Linked DNA regions of Mus musculus: region 1 is linked to region 2. The links are chromatin contacts, called in public HiCAR-type maps. All regions are on one chromosome and are shown on one strand. Each heading gives the region's core, a stretch centred on a gene start, on an enhancer-like site or on the middle of the called end of the contact. The rest is flanking DNA. Distances are from core to core; before and after follow the strand shown.

The links. HiCAR-type assays count read pairs that join an accessible place to other places.
Region 1: a HiCAR-type map of embryonic stem cells shows a contact between it and region 2, with 2.6 times the contacts expected there. The contact joins two enhancer-like sites. A contact is called at or near these places in 4 of 115 datasets of contacts at active chromatin or transcription factors (embryonic stem cells and microglia).

The regions. Positions count from the first base shown.
Region 1 is chr3:9,640,774-9,643,859 of GRCm38.p6, forward strand. No RefSeq gene overlaps it. Among named protein-coding and RNA genes, the nearest start is that of Gm33169, 21 kb to the right of the region's middle. Within about 2 kb of position 1,443, at least 9 of the 459 cell types and tissues checked have an H3K27ac peak or open chromatin away from gene starts, as enhancers often do. A contact at or near this core is called in embryonic stem cells, where this site is marked.
Region 2 is chr3:8,987,138-8,990,208 of GRCm38.p6, forward strand. It overlaps a transcript of Tpd52 not described here. Among named protein-coding and RNA genes, the nearest start is that of Tpd52, 25 kb to the left of the region's middle. Within about 2 kb of position 1,609, at least 59 of the 459 cell types and tissues checked have an H3K27ac peak or open chromatin away from gene starts, as enhancers often do. A contact at or near this core is called in embryonic stem cells, where this site is marked.

The sequences.
Region 1 (3,086 bases), core at 193-2,692, 650 kb after region 2:
AGTTTGACCATGCTCCATTGAGTAAATGAACAAAACAAATTGAACTTGGTATATTTGGGGAGGGAGCACAAGGGTGGGAGGGGGAACCTGGGAGGAATGGGAAGTGAGTGTGATCAGAGTGCATTGTATGAAATTCCCCCCCCCCCAAAATATTATGTTGGGGGGCGGGGGAAGAGGCAAGGGTTAGTTTTGGCCACATAGCAAGTTGAAGCCAGCCTGGGCTACAAGAAACATTGTCTCAAAGTAAAATAAAATAAAATGAAAATTTTACTTTGTAATTTTAAATTATTTATGTATCTATGTGTTTGTTTGTTTGTTTTGTGTGTATCGGGCATGAGTGTAGAGGTCAGAAGAGGACTTTCAGGAGCTGGCTTACTCCATCTACAATGTAGCTTGTGCTCCTGTCATAGGCAGACAGCAAGTGCCTTTCCATGCTGAGCCATCTCACAGGCTTCCTATTAGTTATTTTTTCAAAACTTGACAGTCTTTTGCTAAGGACCAGCCTCGGCTTGGACAGGGATTCTAAGAGAAGGGGTGTTTGGGAGAGGCGAAACAAATGACTCAAAGTCAAATCGTGGGTACAAGCTGACAGCTTTGTAGTCTGCTGAAGATGGCTCCCTAGACAGCTCTCTGTAGATAGCTCTGTAATCTGCTCCAGACAGCTCCCTCTTGCTAGAACAATTTCTAAAAACTCTGGATAGCTCATGGGTTTTCCAACCAAAGTCAGGAAAGCTGCTATAAAATATTTGTGGATATTCTAGAAAAAAAAAATCTAAAAGAGCTGTTTCCCCACCAAGCAATTCTTGGGTTTACAACTAAGGTCAGAAATTCTGTTAGAAAAAAAATTCTAAAAGAGCTGTATTCGATCTCCAGAAATCTCTAGACAGCTCAGCTCTTGCTACTATAAAAAAAACAAAAACAAAAAAACAAAAAAAAAAAAAAACAAAACAATAACAACAAAAAACTATCATTCTCTGCTGATTAATCTCTTGCAGACCAAAAGCCCAGTTTTTTTTTTTTTGTTTTTATTTTTGTTTTTGTTTTTGTTTTACATATCAATTCAGTCATTTACAGGTTCCCTGTAGACCACCTCACAAATCAGCATTACAGGACCTAAAAGGGTTTCCTAAGCCCCTTGACTCTTAGGAAAAGGATGATGTATACCCCCTTTTTTTTTTTTTTTTTTTTTTAAATCTTGAAAAAGAATTCAGAGATCTACCTGCCTTTGTTAAGCACAGACCATAAGATAGCTGGGTGTCCTTCCTACTAGCCTGAGCCTAACCTTGCTTTAGCCTCACAGGCTGACCTTGAATTCAGGAATCTGCCTGGCCTAGTAAGCAGAAACAAAAAACTTAGCTGGGTGGGGTCTTGCTTATTGATCACTGTAACCTCCCCTCCCCAGCCTGAAACCTGTTTGCTCAGGTTTCAGTATCAGAGAGCTTGGAGCGGAGCTTGCCGCCCCATCGTCCTGCCACTCCCACTGCCTGCCTTCTAGCTGTTCCAGAGCCATCACGTGGTCACCTGCATCTTTACTCCAAGATGATTTGGCGGGAATCGGGTCCCTTCCCCTGCTTCATAACTGAATGTCGTAATAGTAAAATTGAACCTTGAGCAGAGCCTTGTCTTGGTTCCATTTTTTCTCTCGTGCTGCCTAGCTGTCCCCTCCCCCCTTCTCTTCCAGGTTTCCAAGATGCCTTTCCAGACTAGAACCCAGACATGTGAACCGCTAGCGGGACACAACAGATCACTACTCCCCAAATCTCTTTATCTCCTTCTTTAGCATCTTTCTGACAAACTGGCTCAGTGCACCTGCTTCTGTTCTTTTAGATCTGTGAAGCTCCTTATGTAATTCATATTGCATCCTTATATTTTACATGGTTGAGAAATTACATATTTTAAACACGTGTTTTCAGAGTTCTTTCCCACAGCTTTAAGGGCTGACCTGAAGGTCCCAGTGTTTACCATTTTGCTGAGACACAGCCACATTCTTGCCTCCTGGGCTCATGCTACTTCTAATTATCATGGAGTCATTAGCCTTAGTACAGAGTACATTCCCCAATAACCCTGGCAGGGAGAAAACTTCCAGAAGGAGGAACATGAATTAAAACATATATCTAGCTGGGCGTTGTGGCGCACACCTTTGATCCCAGCATTGGGGAGGCAGATTTCTGAGTTTGAGGCCAGCCTGGTCTACAAAGTAAGGTCCAGGACAGCCAGGGCTATACAGAGAAACCCTGTCTCAAAAAAACCAATATACATATCTATATCTATATAGACTAGATATAGATATAGATATAGATATATAAAACAAACAAGCCTTACACCTACAGCAGCCATCAACACTCATAGAAGCCCATGCCCTGTTGGCTCTGTTCTGGGGACAGTAAGTATGTCACACCATCCCTGCCATGGGTAAGTCTATGGGCAGTATTTCTATTTTTTTAATAGGATATTATTTTTACAAATGTGCTTCTGTATCAATAAATAATCAAAAGGAATACAGAGAGAAGTGAGTCTAAGAAGATGGTAGGCTGTGGAGTCTGGTGCTCTGCTCCATAAAAACAAAGCCGAGGCCAAAGCCTTCATAATAGGATTTAGATCTAGAATTTGGATTTGGAGGGGTGGCTTAATGGTTAAGCTTAAAGGTTAATGGCTGCTCTTCTAGAGGACCCGAGTTCAATCCTAGTATCGATTGTGAGCTCACTGCTATCTATAACTTCAGTTCTCGGGCTACTTGGGGATCTGATATCTCCTTCTGCCCTCAGAAGTCACCAGCTCTGCTCTCAGTGACAGAAATACTTGTAAGCCACACACCCATACACACAGAAAATTTAAAACAGAGTTAACACGAGGCTCACAGTCACAAGGAAATGGGTTGCTTTGGGTTTTTTTCTTTTTTTGTCCCAACCCGCACACCCCAACAGGGGGTGAGACTCAGGGGTCTGTGACTTTCTCTGTGCACCCTGGCTGTCCTGAAATTCACTCTGTAGACCAGGCTGGCCTTGAATTCAGAGATCCACCTGCTTCTGCCTCTAGCGTGCTCTGGTTAAAGGTGGGTGCCATTATCTAGAAAGTGTCTGCTCAAG
Region 2 (3,071 bases), core at 359-2,858:
AAAACTTAAGAAAAACAGTGCAAGTGATATTTTTTAAGGCATGACAAAGAAAAATTCCAGGAAGTCTTTGTTTTAGACCCAGCTATTGCATAAGGCCAGATCAAACAGAAATGGAGTCACTGGCCTTAAGTGCCATGCAGTCAAACTGAAAAATTAAGGGGGCTGGGTGTCCAAACAGTGCCCATTGGAATGTCTGTTCCATTTTGTTTTTGGGAAATCAAAGTCAATTAGAGTTATGTTTGCTGCTATTTTGTCTTCTGAAAGGTGCACACACCAAATGATCTTTATATGATTTATCCATCCTTACGGAGTTAACGGCAAGTAAAAAGCATGGCACCTAGCATGATGTCAGACGCCAGACATGATGCCAGACGCCGGAAGTGACGGCAGACGCCGGAAGTGACATCCTTGTATCAGTACTTTGAGGTGATGCCAAGTCTCCAGGCAAGCAGCTTTCTGTATAAACAAGAACCCTGTGTCTCAGTTACTTCAAAGCAGAATGCTGCAACTCTGGGGTTTCTGGGGCACCTTCTGAAACATATCTGATTAGCATTAATAGTTTAAAGAAGGAAAAAACAAAATCTTCCCTGTCAACCTGACACACACAAATCTGGACGTATCTGGGAAGTAGGATTGTGAGTTGAGTTGTGGCTATCAAACTTGCCTATAGTCAAGTCTGTGGGTCATTTTCTTAGTGACTGATAGGGGAGATCTCCTAGGTAGGCGGGCTTGGGTGCATAGAGCATGCTGAGTGAGATGATAAACATCACTCCTCCCCCAGTCTCTGCTTCAGTTCCTGCTTCCAGGTTCCTGCCTCGACTTTCCTCAGTGATAAACGTGGAAATGTAAGATAAAATAAACTGTCAGGTGTGGAGGACCACATCTTTAATCCCAGCATTTAGGAGGCAGACACAGAATGTCTGGGAATTCAAGAACCAGCCTGGTCTATAGAATTCCAGGACAGCCAGGACTATGTAGCGACCCTGTCTCGAGAAAAAGGAAGAAAGGGGAGAAAGGGGAGAAAGGGGAGAAAGGGGAGAGAGAGAAAGAGAGAGAGAGTGAGAGAGAGAGAAAGGGAAGGAGGGGAAGGGGAAAGGAAAACCTTTTGTTAGAGAAGCAGGGAAGAGAACAGCCTACCGAAGTTGGATGCACCCTAACATAACTGACAAGGTCACGTGAGCAGAAATAAGCCACAGAAGCACCAAGGCAGGAATACAAACCTTTTATGAAAATAGCCGGGCTGGCAAGATGGCTTAGTGGTTAAGACTGCTCTTCCGAAGGTCCCGAGTTCAAATCCCAGCAACCACATGGTGGCTCACAACCATCCGTAACGAAATCTGATGCCCTCTCCTGGAGTGTCTAAAGACAGCTACAGTGTACTTACATATAATAAATAAATAAATAAATCTTTAAAAAAAAAAGAAAGAAAGAAAATAGCCTTCCTCAACACCATTCTTCAAAAGAATGTTCATCATACTGCAGACCTCAGAGGATGTCAGAGGGTGTCTTAGGAGACAAAAGGCAAGCACAAGCAGGTTCCAGGTTCCCTTTGAACGCAGGAAATCTGATCCTTGAAGGACGGCCAAACAAAGCACCCAGTGTTTCAGGGAAAGGCCTGTGATTAAGAACTTGAACATTGACCTGACAGGGTGTGTGCAGGAGAGGGAGAGAAATGTAGTGAGTGGAGAAAATGACTTTTATTAGCATGGTCTGAAGCTTCTGTTAGCACCTCTACCCCTTGCTGTACACGTACAGCCAACCCAAGAGTAGGAGAAGTGTTTAAGCATGCTGAGGTTTCAGTAAGACACTTAAGGCTGTGAGTTGAAGCAGGAAGGTCCCCCACCAGCTTCGTTTTAAATGCCTGCTCCCAGTCTGTGACTCTATTTTAAAGGGCTGTAGAAACCTTAGAAGGTGACCTTGCTGGCAGAAGTAGGCCATCTGGTTCCTGCCTCACTTCCTCCTCCTGATAGAGGAGCCTGCCTGCCCCTGTCCCTCGGCTCCCCTACAGGAAGGATCAAAATGCTCTGAAACTGTGAGCCTAAGTAAATAAACAAACTTTCTTCATGTAAGTTGACTCTGCCAAGCATTTTGGCCACAGTGGCAGAAAAGTAAACTGATATGCTTAATTAATTGATAAAATATGAAATTTTTAATTTTATTCACTTATATATAAACATAAGACTATATTGTAAATTACATATAAATATATAAATTTTATATATTGCATATAATAAAATACAATGTTATACATAAAATATATTGTATTAATTAATTCTAAAATTAATATTCTTGATTTATTTAAATAAATTTGCATAAATAAAGGTTTTAAAATATGATTTCCTATTAAATGCATTATTGCTATGCTTTCCTATCTGTTTCTATACAACAGATACAGATAACTCATGGTGAAAACGGAAAAGAGGTGAAGAGTAACTTCCTAGAAGCAAGCAGATCAGGAGTTCAAGTCCAGCCAGAGCTATATAATGAATCTGAGGCCAGATTTGACTCTATAAGACATCACCACCTCCACCACCACCGTAACCAGCACTAACACACAAAAAAATACATGAAATGCAACTGCTTTGATTTTCTAATGCCCACAAGGTCAGCCATCCTAACATGGAAGGTGAAAACTGCTCAATGGTAGAACCAGCAGCAAGTTTGCTGTCTCCCTAGGGAAAATCCTTCCTCAGCAGCTGGAGAGACGCACAGAGCCTCCTCTGCACTGGCCCATCCTTTTTGCCCTTTCCCCACTCCTAGGCCTCAGAACTTCTCTCTCCAAAACAGCACCAGCAAAATTTGCTCCACTGGTAACATTAATAGATAACTCAGAATGCCAAGGCCAGATCCCTTAAGATTCGGTTTCTGGACTGGGAGATGCCTGGGTCAGCAAAGGGCGTGCCCTGGCAGTCCGAGGATCTGAGTAAGACCCCCCCCCCCACTCTGATGTAAAAAGCTGGGTGGGCATGCTAGCGCATACATGCTAGCATACATGCTAGCGCATACATGCAACCCCATCTGTGGGAGGTGGAACCAGGCAGATCCCGAGACTCACTGGCCAACCAGCTCAG